Regions from separate parts of the Rattus norvegicus genome. Here region 2 is linked to region 1. Evidence: chromatin contacts called from public Hi-C data. All regions are on one chromosome and are shown on one strand. Each heading gives the region's core, a stretch centred on a gene start, on an enhancer-like site or on the middle of the called end of the contact. The rest is flanking DNA. Distances are from core to core; before and after follow the strand shown. Region 1 overlaps Pitpnc1 (phosphatidylinositol transfer protein, cytoplasmic 1). Region 2 overlaps Pitpnc1 (phosphatidylinositol transfer protein, cytoplasmic 1).

Region 1 (6,533 bases), core at 2,797-5,296:
TTTTTCATGAGACACACTCCCCGTCCCCCGCCATGTATTAGCTGCTTCTTCTGGCTTTAGCCTGCTCTATATTACAATAATGAAATAGCTTCGAGCTAGGAAAGTTTGTAAAGAAATGAGGAGGAGGAGCCCTCCTACACAGAGGCCTCTATGGAGCTGGCTCGTACACACACACACACACACACACACACACACACACACACACACACGCGCGCACACACACAAACACACACACATAAACAAACACGCGCACAGACACACATAAACACACACACGCAAACAAACATGTGCACACACACATGCATGCACGCGTGCGCACGAGCGCACGCACACAATCTGAACAGGACTTTTGGACTTTGCCTTTTCTCGGTTTTCAAGGGTGTCTCTGTGTTGCATGTTGGTCTGGCTTGTGACTCTCTAGAGGTGCCCACATCTGGCAGCTTCGGTCTCTTACTCGCAGAATTCTAAGGTGGCAGGAAGTGTTACATGACAAGAGGTTTTGTGTGTATGCGTGTGTGTGTGTGTGTGTGTGTGTGTGTGTGTGTGTGTGTGTATGTGTGTTTGAGAGACAGGGGTGTTCTTATCTCTCAATACCACTGTGTTTTAATCATGGGGACCCACACTGAAGACTTAATCTATTTCTAAGGACTCCTCAAAAGTCCGCCTCTAAATATCAAAGCTGGATTAATCCCTTGCAGGGTGTGATGGTTTGCATATGCTTGGCCCAGGGAGTGGCACTATTAGAAGGTGTGGCCTTGTTGGAGGAAGTGTGTCACTGTGGGGTGGGCTTGGAGTCCCTTCTCCTAGCTGCCTGAGGATGCTCAGTCTGCTCCTGGCTTCCTTCGGTGAAGATGTAGACCTCCTCCTGCACCACGCCTGCCTGGATGCTGTGATGCTGACATACTCCCGCCTTGATGATAATGGACTGAACCTCTAAACATGTAAGCCAGCCCCAATTAAATGTTGTCCTTTATAAAACGTACATTGATCATGGTGCCTCTTCACAGCAGTAAGACCCTAAGAACAGGGGGATCAAATGGCAGCATCTGCACCCTTGAGGGACATGCACCCCACATTCCAACCACAGCCTTTTCTCATTTTAAAATTTAAACATTTAAGATGAGCTACCCACGCCCCCCATTCACTCCTGAACATGGAGAAAAACCAGACATGGTTGTGAAGTCATTGTTCTGAAGATCCAGTGGGCAAGCATTGCCTTGAGGGATGTGGAACCTCTGAGAATCCCAGGCGATTGTTACTGAAAAGCAAGAGGCCATGCGATTGCCAGTATGAGTGTTTTTAGGAATTCTTGCTGCAGCCCTGGAAAACTTGGAAGGAGGGAAAAAAAACCCATTATTAAAATCAAACAACCAGCACGTCGTGCCCCGCCGGAAGTGAAGGTGCGGGTCTGGCTGTGGGCTCTGAGAAGCCCCTGCCCGGATGGCAGCAGTAGTTCTAGGGGGAGATCCCATGGGCCCTGAGCGTATCTTCCCCAATCAGACTGAGGACTCAGGGCCCCATCAGGGTCCTCCAGAAGGAACTGGGGATTGGACCAGTGAAGAACCTGAGGAAGAGGAGGAGGAAACAGGAGCGGGCCCAGCAGGCTACTCATACCAGCCCCTCAATCAAGACCCTGAACCGGAAGAGGTGGGACTGGCGCCAGTACGTCAGGGTGAAGATGGTGCTGCTGATATCTGAGATCGGATCCAGGCCCTGGAGCTTCACTTGCCAGACCCGCCATTGGAGAGTGAGGCTGGAGATGAGCAGGGAGCTGCAGCATTGTGCAGTACAGCTCAATCCCCATGGACCTGGAACACGTGGAACTGGTGAAGAGGACGATGGCTGGAGTAAGCCTGCCCGCGCCAGGGGTTCCTGCCTGGGCTCAGGAGATATCGGACGCTCAGTGAGAAGATGTGGTGCAGAAAGCCCTCCAAGCCTGGCAGGCGTCCCCTGCCTGGAAGTGACCACTCAGGGAGCAAGCTGCCTTACCTCCCTGCATTCCAGGCCGGGACCAGCACAGGACTAACAGTTCTGGTTTTAACATCTGTCTTCGGGGTTGGGGATTTAGCTTAGTGGTAGAGCGCTTGCCTAGCAAACGCAAGGCCCTGGGTTCGGTCCCCAGCTCCGAAAAAAAGAAGCAAAACAAAACTAAAAAAAAAAAAAAAAAAAAAAAAAATCCCTCTTCTTCCCGTGTCCCTTTTCGCACCAAGGCAAGTCAGACCTCTCAGAGACCCACTTTGTTCAGTTCTGTACATATGAACATTGGCCCAAGCCCAGCCCACCTTAGCATGTATCACTCTGTGGAGAATAAAGCACCTTATGTACACTGCCAAAAACAAAACAAAACAAAACAAAAAAATCAACAAACAAAAAAAACCCCATAACAACAACAACAACAATGACAAACTGGTTCTGTAAGACAGGGAAGACAGGGGGTTGGGGATTTAGCTCAGAGGTAGAGCGCTTGCCTAGGAAGCGCAAGGCCCTGGGTTCGGTTCCCAGCTCCGAAAAAAAGAACCAAAAAAAAAAAAAAAAAAAAAAAAAAAAAAAGACAGGGAAGACAGATTTCCCTTTCCTCACAATGAGGATGTAAACCTTTGACCAGGGTTTTAAAACTGAGTAGCATGGTTGGGGAGTAGCATGGTTGGGGAGTACCATGGTTGGGGAGTAGCAGCATGGTTGGGGAGTAGCATGGTTGGGGAGTAGCATGGTTGGGGATGCAGCTCAGCGGTGAACAGGATGCTTGGTCTTGGTCAACTCCAACGCTATTATCATCTTTGACATTAACCATTATCCCCTGAGGCCGACTCATTCTTGCCCCTTTATCCTGGAGGAAGTCACTCCCTCCTTTGGAGTGGCTGGAGCCCTTTCCCTTCTCTTGAGCCTGCCAGCTCCCTTTGCACTTTACAGAAGGGCCATTAGGTGGGGCCCTGTCCCCATCTCCCAGGTAAGCCAATGACTATGACTCTGGACTTTGAGGACCACTGAGTTCTGGGACAAATGCTCGGATTGTCCAAATGCATGGAGAGGCTGTGGTGGAGGAGGCTGGCTAGGGTCTGCAACCCTACAGGTCCCGAGAGCTTGCTATGGAAGAGGTTGTACAGTTGAAATCGCCAATTCAGTTTTAAAAAACAATCACAAAGATTCTTTAGGAGAAACAAACAAACCAACAACACAAAAGCACATCATAAGTCAGCTGTCACTGACAGCATGACAGCCCTCAGCAGTCTAGCTCCTGCTTTCTAGTCCTCTGTCCCCACTGACGCCATCAATGGACCACTTTGACCCTTAACCACCGTGAGGCACTACACCATCCTTATCCAATCATTTGTGTCAGCGTGCAAGTATCCATCTCAATATTGCTTTGGGACTCGGCATTCTATCAAGGAGGGGTCGAGGAAGGTCACCAGACCCTCACATGAGGTTCCAGACACTTCTCTCAGCCATGTGTATATAATTCTGCCCTAGTGGCGTATGGCCTAGGGGAAGTTAATCTTACACAGCTATGGGGAGCCGTGGTCCATCCACACTAGGAACTTTCCAGTATGGCTGCTTTGGGGCCACCCATGCTACCATAGGAAACCCCTCACCCACACTCTGATAGGTAGACCTGCACCCAGTACTCCTTGTGTCAGCAGGGTGAGTACTTTGATTGGTCAATGGGACCTTACTGAGGAGGGGACTCGACCGTCCACTGTTGACATAGGCCAGCCTTCTCCTATCTCCTCCTTTGACCTTCACGGTCTCCCACGTCAGCTGACCTTGTCCACGTGCTCCCCTATCTTCCGTGATCTTCCGTCTACCGTTACAATCCCCTGCTGAAGCCCAGACACTGTTTACTTTCCTTCCAAGTCCAACTTCAAGGTCAATCCCAGGATACCTTTTCCTGTCACCTCACTGAACCCTCCGATCCCCCAAGAGACTCGGGCTGGACCGCAGGCTCATTCCGACCTTGGCCTACTCAATTTCCCACACGCTGCAAACGACTCTTAGACGAACTTGACAACATTTCCTGTGCTCCTACGCACAGAAGGCAGAGCTCAGCTGGGGAAGGGACAGTCAAGCAGGCTGGTGGCACCGCTAACCACAGCTGCCCAAATCACCAGGCTGCAGAGACTTCCAAGCGAGCAGTTTCCTCTTCTCGGTCACCAGTTTCTCACCAGCGGGGACCTTTGACCTTCGCCAACCTCCTTCAAACCTCTTTCCTGGTTTCTCTTCCTCTCGATGACTTCTCCTCACATGCCTGAAGCTAGAGGCCATGTGCACAAGCTAACTGGTTTTCTGTCCCCCTTCCCTCCCTGTATCTGCCCTGCCCTCTGACCTTTTCTTCCACCTGGAAGAGGAACAATCTCAAAGTGTTCTATCGGGAAGAACACTCACTATCTGGTTTCCAGAGATGGTTCCTCCAAATTCTGGCCTGTGAGGTTCTTTATCGTTAGTATTTCACCACCAAGGGCTAATGTCAGGGGTTGGGAGTGTAGCTCAGTTGTGTCGTAGCTTGCCTTGCGTGCATGAAGCCTTGAATCCCTTCCCCATCATTGCTAGGGAAGTGCAGACTGGAGAGGAAGAGGCACGGAAGGCCAGATGTTCAGAAAGTCATCCTAACAACAAAAGGAGTTTGAGACCAGCCTGGGCCCACATCTGTTCCTTGTTTTCTGGTGTGTGTGTGTGTGTGTGTGTGTGTGTGTGTGTGTGTTTCATGTAGCCTAGGCTAGCCTCAAACTCTCCACGTAGTTGAGGATGACCTTGAATTTCTGATTCTCTGCCTCTAACCCTCTGAGTGCTGGGACTAGTGCATGCATCACTGTGCCCAGCTGTATGTGTGGTCGGACGCAGTGCTTGAGATCAACCCAGAGCTTTTGTGTATGCTGGGCAAGCATTCTACCCACTGAGCAATATCCCTGTACTACCCCTGCCCTACCAGATTGACCTTTTTACACTTTGTTTATTTAATTTCGTGTGTGTGTGTGTGTGTGTGTGTGTGTGTGTGCGCGCGCGCTTGCGTGATCATCCCTGTACCTTGCCATGCATGTGGAGCTTAAAGGCCAAACTTCAAGAATCAGTTCCCTCCTTCTGTCATTTAGGCTCTGGGGATTGGGCCCAAGTCATGAGACTTGGTAGCAGGTATCTTTTACCTGCTGAGCCATCTCACTGGCTCCAAGTTTAGTTTAAGACAAACACTTATTACACAATCCTTCCTTGATTTCTTGCTACTACAACGAAAAGCCACCATGCTAACTTTTCAGGGTCTTCATCTACACTTACATTGAAATTTAATTCTATGGCATTACGAGGAACAAAGTTTGAGCCTCTCTGGTATTTGGAGGTGAGACTTTGGGATTAGGGAAAGAGGAGGCATCAAGAGTAGACCCAATTCAGTTTTACAAATGAGGAAACCTGAGGCAGATGGTTCTCCCTCACCGGGAGATGCCTGTGCCACCTTAGGCTGCTGCAGACAATCCCAGCAGGCACAATGACCTCACAGTATGATATGACACACCCAGGGACTTCCTAACCTTCAGAACTGTAAACTAGACTAACCTTTATTCTTTATAAATTATCCACCCTGTGGTCTCCAGTTATAGCAACAGACAATGGAATGAGACACATCATCAAGACAGTACCTCACTCCTTTCCAGATGAGCCACCTTTCTTCCTGAGACGTCTTTAAAAACTCTGAAAACTATTATTTTTGATACTCTGCTTCTAGCTATGGAATTATCTTCATGTATCTTTTTTAGCAGTTAGAGAGAGATTAGATGGTGGCGAGGCTGAGTTCCAATCCCCACACCTAGCTGGGTGACCTTGAGCAAGAGAGATCTGATCTTACATTTCCATTTTACCCTAAATATAAAATGCTTATCCCCCAGCATTACCCAAGCACTGAGGAATTAACACAGGAGATGGACCTGGATCTTAAGGGCTCCATAATGCTAGCCACCAACATTGTCCAAAGTAAACTTTGATCTAAGTAACTGTGCCTCTTCAGTCCTAGAAAATGCTTTCAGCTCTTCATGTTTCAAATATTAATCGTCTTTGAGCATTTTCATTTTGTTTTGCTTGAGAGACACAGTCTCATGTAGCCCAGGCTGGTTCCAAGTTTGTTTATAGAGCCTAGGCTAGCCCCTTGGACTCCCCAGTGTGGGAGTTATACATATAGGCCACCACTTCCCAGTTTACAGAGCACAGAGCTTAGTGGCCTGTCATGCACACTCTAAGGACTGAGCTGTCCAGCCCTCTTAGGGCATTTTTCTTAGTCATTGCTGTGTGTTTGGGGCAGAGAAGAGGCCCCAGAACATGAATGTGTTTCTTACCCAGCAGGAAAGCCTGGGAGAAGTATCTCCCTTCTCTCTGTTCCCTCTCAACCTGATTTGTCCCCTTCCTTTCACAGCCAGGCCCCTTGGAAATTCCTCTTTGGTTCATTGCAAGCTGGCTGGCTTCTGCTCCACTATGTCACCTCCCTGTCAAAAAGCTTGCCCATGACCTTACTACGCCATCCCTCAGGACCCTCTAGATGCCACGCTCACTGAACT
Region 2 (6,533 bases), core at 2,226-4,725, 120 kb after region 1:
ATGGTCTTAGGTCTATCAAACCGGCTTTGAACACGCTACGTAGCCAAGATGACTTTGGATTTGGAACGCTCCTGCCTCTACCTCCCCAGTGCCTCACCTGCCCCTGGTTTCTGTAGTTCTGAGGGTCATCAAACCCATGGCTTCATTAATACCAGGCAATACTCTTATCATTCCCAGCCACAGGATCTCAGCTTTATTATCAGAAAAATGAAGACCTTGGTTCAAATGGATTGGTGCAGAAACAGAATGGGTAACAGCTGAAAGACCTTTGGAAGAAGAGAGAATCTTGTCACCGCTCCGTGGGCTGCCATCCTCCTTGCTTTCGTGAGTATGGAGTTGTGTTCCTCAATAATGCAATCCCACAAACAAGCGATCACGCGTACTTACTCTACGGACCCACACTTTGCTGGTGGCTATTTGGAGTGCTCTCTGTGGCTCTGCTGATTCCCCAAGGTGAGATTTCTAAGCTGACAGATGACTCCTAAATGGATTTCAGGTCCCAATAGCATTCCTGGCAGGACCTTGGAGGGGGAAAAAATCCTCTTTTAAATTTTCTAGCACCACTTAACTCCTGAAGCTGACCTGAGACGCCAGCCCACTTTTCTCTCTCCTGCCGGGTCTATGTTGCTGGTGAGAGGAAGGTTCTCGGCTGTCAACTTTCAACTCTGGGCAATCAATGGTGCTCCAGCACAACCAAGGGCATCAGTTCTGCCAGCCACCAACAGATGGCATCAGTGGCTACACAAGGTCCCTCAGGCCTCAGCCCTGGCTTGTCCCCTTAACCTCTGTCACCTTTGCTAGGTTTGAAGTGTCAACCTCAGAAATACTGAGCAATGGGAAAAGAAAAAGAATGGGGGAAAGAACCCCACCCTAGGCCAACATGCAAGTGTCTTCGAAGATAAATGAGAAAGGGAGTAAAAGTCCCCACGTCCCCCAGCTGTCCTAGGAAATGACTCTAGCAGCAACCAGTGTACACCCAGCTTGGTAGGCGTTGTGTTGGATTGAAACCAAACAGACTTTCAGCGACTAACGGGTGAGAAGTGCTTCTGTGTCCCCAACTGTCATAACAACCAGAGACAACTCTCGAGGCCCACACAGAAACCACAGAATAAGCAAAACAACCTCCCCCCCACCCCCCGCCATGAATCACGGAGGCTACACACACAGAAGCACACTTTGGAATCATTTCACACCCTCTTTGAGTTAGAACATGTCTCCCCATTTGGTTGGATGAAGGCTATGAGGACCATCAACTGTCCCCAAGAGAGCCAGGTCCTTCATGATGGCTCAGCTGGTAAACTGCTTGGCCATGTAGCATGATGCCCTGAGTTTGGGTCTTCAGAAACCATGTGCAAAGATGGGGACGGTGGCTAGAAAAAATGAGACAGACTTGCTAGCTAGCCAACCTCGACTAATTGGTGAGTTTCAGGTCCCATTGTCTCAAACAACGACTTAGGGGCTGGTGAGACAGCTCAGTGGGTGAAGACACTTGCCACTGCCTAATGACCTGAGGTGGATCCCAGTAGCCCACATGGCAGAAAGACAGGATTGAGTCCTACAAGTTGTCCTCTGGGTATATATGTGTATACAAGCCAAGCCAGCATGTGCACGCACACTAAACGAGTACGGACATGATACAACAGCAAAAAACAAGGCACTGCCTCCTGGCAGGATGGTGTGAACCATTTTGCATCCCTGGTTCTTAGGATGGGTGACCTGGTTTCTAGGAAGCATCTGGCATTGCCTGGGGACATTATGAGGGGACCTCTGGTGACAAGAGAGACAATGTTCTTTGCAACTAAGGGTTAGAGGTCAGAGATGCTGTTGACAGTCCCCTGGTGTGCAAAACAGAATGATTAATTATTCTGAGGCACAAAGACACCACTCCAGGAGCCAGGAATTTCAGCCAAGCATCCTAGGCACAACAGCCAATTTCCCACCACTGTCACCTTAAAGTCATCTCTGAGAAGACAGAAGTAAATGAACCATCGCCCCTTCCATGTTCTCTCTGATGTGAACCTTCCCACACTTTCTGCCCTGCTGGCTTTCCCTGGCCTTCCTTTCTGCATCCAGTCCTTGCTGGCCTTGGGAATCTCCCCACAGACAGATACACTGACTACTGCTGCTTTCCCAGAATCCACTGTTTACCCTGTTACCTCCCGCCATATGATTCAGGGAGGCTGCTTGCTTGTTTTAAAAACATCTCTCACTCAGAGAATAAAATAAGTATCTGTGAGATCATTCTGATAGAAATCAATGATCGGGGGCTGGAGAGGTGGCTCATCGGTTAAGAGCACTGAGTGCTCTTCCAGAGGTCCTGAGTTCAAGTCCCAGCAACTACACGGTGGCTCACAACCATCTGTAATGGGATCCGATGTCCTCCTCTGGTGTGTCTGAAGACAGTTGTGGTGTACTCACATACATTAAATAAATATTTAAGTAGATAAATAAATAAATAATCAGATCGATAGATAAATGGAGATGAACGAGAAGATTCTGTTTAGTAAATGTGGAAGGATTGAGAGAAACAGGAGCCAGCCAGGATGGGACAGCACTGCTGAACCAGGGAAGGGATAGGTAGGGCGGCCCGGGGGACGGGGCTGCAGGTGAGATGCATTTGGGAATTTAAAGCCAGACTTCAGGACCCAAAGCCTTCTCTTCAAAACAATGCACTGGGCTGGAGAGCTGGCTCTGGGGTTAAGAACATTTGGTGCTCTTTGCAGAGGACCAGAGTTCTTTTCCCAGCACCTACCACTGGGTGGTTCCCAACTGCCTGAAACGTCACCTATAGGGATCTGACACCCTCTTCTGGACTCTGTGGACAATTGCATCCACATGCACATATACATATACACAGTTTAAAAATAATAAAGTATTTTAATTCATTTATTACTGGTTTTAATACGTCTACACGTTCTTTACGTTTTCGTTACATTTTTGTTTATTTTGTGTGTGTAGCAGACGGGAGGCCTTGGTGTCAAAGTGGAGGTCACAGCACAACCTCAGGGAGTGAGCGAGCATCCATCCTGCGCTGGGAGGATTCTCACCACCAAACCCGGATCTTCAGCCTTGCTTTGCAGCAAGCGCTTTGCCCACTGAGCATCAAGCCCACCCTGAACCCAGTAGCTCTAATACTTCACTTCAGAACCTGAAATTGACCCTGTCCGGTCGCCCACAAGCCTGGCTTTATTACATTTTTTTTATTTGAACGAATTGAACCTCTTTTAACTTTAATATTTATTTCTGTGCTTGTGGGTATGTATGTACACACGCACCCATACGCATTGACCAGAGGAGAACATTGGGTGTCCTGCTCAAACATTCTACCTTCTTCCTTAAAGGGTCTCTCAGGAAACCTGGAGCCAGGTTGGTGGGCTCCTACGTCTGCATCTTCCCCCACCCCCACCCCACTCCACAGTGCTAGGATTCCGGGCACAGGGCCAGCCATGTCCAGATTTTAACATGGTTCTGTCAAGTTGAACTTTGGTCCTTATGCTTACATAGCAAGCACTCTTCATAGTCTCTGAGCCATCTGCTCAGCCCTCAATTCATTCTTTTTGGAAACATTGTCTCGCTATGTAGGCTCAGGCTAGAATCGAACTCAGGATCCTTTTCTCCCCTGAGGGAGTTGGGTCTACAGAAACATGCCGCTATGACCAGCTTTGTTCAGCTCATTTCTAAGCCCTCAGGACGTCCCTAAGGATACCCATTAGGGACCATCTCAGGTGTCCCACGTGACTTTGTATACTGCTTTCTAATACTGTCCTAGAAAACACCTTCCAGACCAGGTTGATCTCCTTGGGTAGGTGTTATTTTATTCCCAGAGCATGGGGATATTTTAACAAGATACACACACACACACACACACACACACACACACACACACACACACACACACATACACGCACAGCATACCCCTCTCTGTATCTTGAAGACTTCATGTTTCAGCTACAGAACTCGGTGTTTGCCCTGAGTCCTGCTCAGGGCACAAGTGAAACAAACAAAGCGTATTGGGTTCCGATGAGACAAGTTAGGATAACAAGAGAGCAAGCAATCCCTAGTCCCCAGAGTCACCACTTGGCGATTGCCACTTCAACAGCCTGTGACAGCCTTCATTTAAAGAATACTCCAATCACGCCAAACCCAAATAAAAATGAAGAAGGAGGGGCAAGGGAGATGGCTTGGCAGGGAAAGATGTTCACACCAATCCTGACAGCTTAAATTTCACTAGAAACAAGTCCCAGGACCCAGAAGTTGTCCTCTGACCTCCCCACCATCCCCGGGACATTAGCTTCCCACTACACACACACACACTATACACACAAAGTCAATTTTAAAAATGTGAAAGAAAGGATGAAAGAAGGGGGGAAGGTGAGAGGGACAGAGAGAGGAGGGGAAAGGTGGGTGCGATTCCCTCTCACCACCTCACACTGCCCTCCCTAGATCTTGGATCTGGAAAGAAACCAGAATTCATAAAAACATCTCCTCGGTGGCTCAGGGCCTTCTCAGCCTTCTCAGGTGGCTTGGAAGCAAAAACTGGTCCCAGAAGCATTTAAGGGAACCTCACTAGAAGGATAACCCACTACAACCCTGCCGAAAGTTAAGGTCAAAGTCTTGTTCGTAAGAGAAACTTTTCTTTGCAGAACCAGACTGGCTGCTGGATTGTCTGGGGAAGAAAATGTATTGTCCCTGCTGAGCCTTCCTCACTTCCCGATGTGTTTGGAAGGAAGTAGCTGAAAGACACCAGAACTGCCCAGCGTCCCGGGTGCCACCGTGCCCTAGCAATCCCAGAGGGTCCCACTGAAGCCAGAGGTGCAGAAACCTGACACTCTTACCCACATGCCAGACACAATGGTGCATACCTGTGGTTCAGGGCGCGGAGGCAGGGGAATCAAGAACATCCTTAGTTATGTAGCAAGCCACAAGCTAGCCTGGGCCATGTGAGACCCTATGTTTGGTCAAACCAGAGACTTACAGGGGGTTTATACACCGCCATCCTGGCACATGAACTCTCCAGCCTATTCTCTCCAGGTGGGTGTGGCTCCGTGGGACAGAACGGGACTGGTGTGTGAGGGGCTCCAGCACCCAGAATGCAAGGTGCCCTTCTGTGTCCTATACCTAGCAATACTACACTTCGCAACATGCTTAAATGACCCTAAAGGTCAGGGGTCATAAAATGATGACCAAAGCTGCTGAGGACTCTATAAAGCTCCCAACACTGGGCTCCTTCTGTGGGATTTAAATTCAGTCGAGCGGTCTCACGGGCTCTCCCGAGAGGCCGGCCGACACAATGCAGCACGGCATTCAAGGATCTCAATGGGGCTAGCTCTGTGGCATTCTGATGTTCTAACCTTCCTTTCTGACCTCCTCTTAAGAGTTCCCAACCTCTGAGTCCTTGAGGACTGGGGATGGGGAGGAGAAAGAAAAAAAAAAAAGCAATGAATTAATCAAAGGAAAAGTGTTCCGTTTCTCCCATTAAGAATTTCCTTGAAATATAGATGAGGCCCATCCTGAACAGTGGGCCATTCCGAGAAAGCCGTGAGCCCGAATGCTTTTATGAATAACTGGTAGGTTAGAAGCTCAGAGAGATCCAATCTCCCAGGCTACATGAACAGTCCAGCCACGCAGGAGCCCTTAGAAGCAAACAAATGGGGTACAGGCCCAGCTGATGCCCCGTGTTCCTCTGCACACGTAAAGAGTGGCTTCATTTTTATCCCCTGAGGCTGATGGTCCTTGGCTTCCAGTTAAGAATCTTTAAGAGCAGTGGTTCTCCACCTTCCTAATGCCGAGACCCTTTTAATACAGTTCCTCATGTCGTGGTGACCCCCAACTATAAAACTGTTTTCGTTGCTCTCTTCATAACTTTGATTTTGCTACTGCTATGAACTGTAATGTAAAATATATGTGTTTTCTGACGGTCTTAGGCAGCCCCGTGAAAGGGTCATTCCTGCACCTCCCCAACCCTGAAGAGGGAGGGTTGAGACACACAGGTTGAGAATAGATGTTCTAGTCATTAAATCTGCTTCTTGGGCCTCCGTGAACCAAATAAGGGAGGAGACGAAGGCAACACAAGAACCAATGTCTTGTGAGTTCGAACTCGTGAAAGCCGAGTTGATGGCTGCCGTGATATATGTGGTGGAAAGGATTCCCATGAATTCAGAGACTAGTCAGTAGAGGTAAAGAAAGGAAGTTATTCGTGCTCAGCCTCCTCCTCCTCCTATTATAAACCGATGTTAGTACAGCATTCACCCAGCATTCCTGAGTGAGGACCCAGGGCTGATCTCCAGCACTTACACAACAGCAAAAGCAGTAATAAATCATTACTTGCTATGCAGAAGAATACATACATCTGAGTTACTATAGGATGCTTATGGTTTTAAAGGTACAAGTGCTAGGACAGGCATGGGAGTGCACTCTAATCCCAGGTCTCAGGACAAAGAGATAGGCCATTTTGCTGTGAGTTCAAGGCCAGTCTGCTCTACAAATTGGGTTTCAAATAGCTAGGGTTTTATAGTGAAACCCTGTCTCAAAAC

The links. Hi-C and Micro-C count contacts between places; a contact is called where the count stands out from the background.
Region 2: a contact with region 1 is called in a Hi-C map of liver, with 4 times the contacts expected there. The contact joins two enhancer-like sites. A contact is called at or near these places in 4 of 12 Hi-C or Micro-C datasets (frontal cortex, hepatocytes, kidney and 1 more).

What each region holds. Positions count from the first base shown.
Region 1 is chr10:92,730,320-92,736,852 of GRCr8, forward strand. The region is part of intron 5 of Pitpnc1 (phosphatidylinositol transfer protein, cytoplasmic 1); the gene reads right to left. It also overlaps the pseudogene Mea1-ps1. Among named protein-coding and RNA genes, the nearest start is that of Nol11, 92 kb to the left of the region's middle. Within about 2 kb of position 4,047, at least 10 of the 93 cell types and tissues checked have an H3K27ac peak or open chromatin away from gene starts, as enhancers often do. A contact at or near this core is called in liver, where this site is marked.
Region 2 is chr10:92,850,971-92,857,503 of GRCr8, forward strand. The region is part of intron 1 of Pitpnc1 (phosphatidylinositol transfer protein, cytoplasmic 1); the gene reads right to left. Among named protein-coding and RNA genes, the nearest start is that of Pitpnc1, 74 kb to the right of the region's middle. Within about 2 kb of position 3,476, at least 1 of the 93 cell types and tissues checked has an H3K27ac peak or open chromatin away from gene starts, as enhancers often do. A contact at or near this core is called in liver, where this site is marked.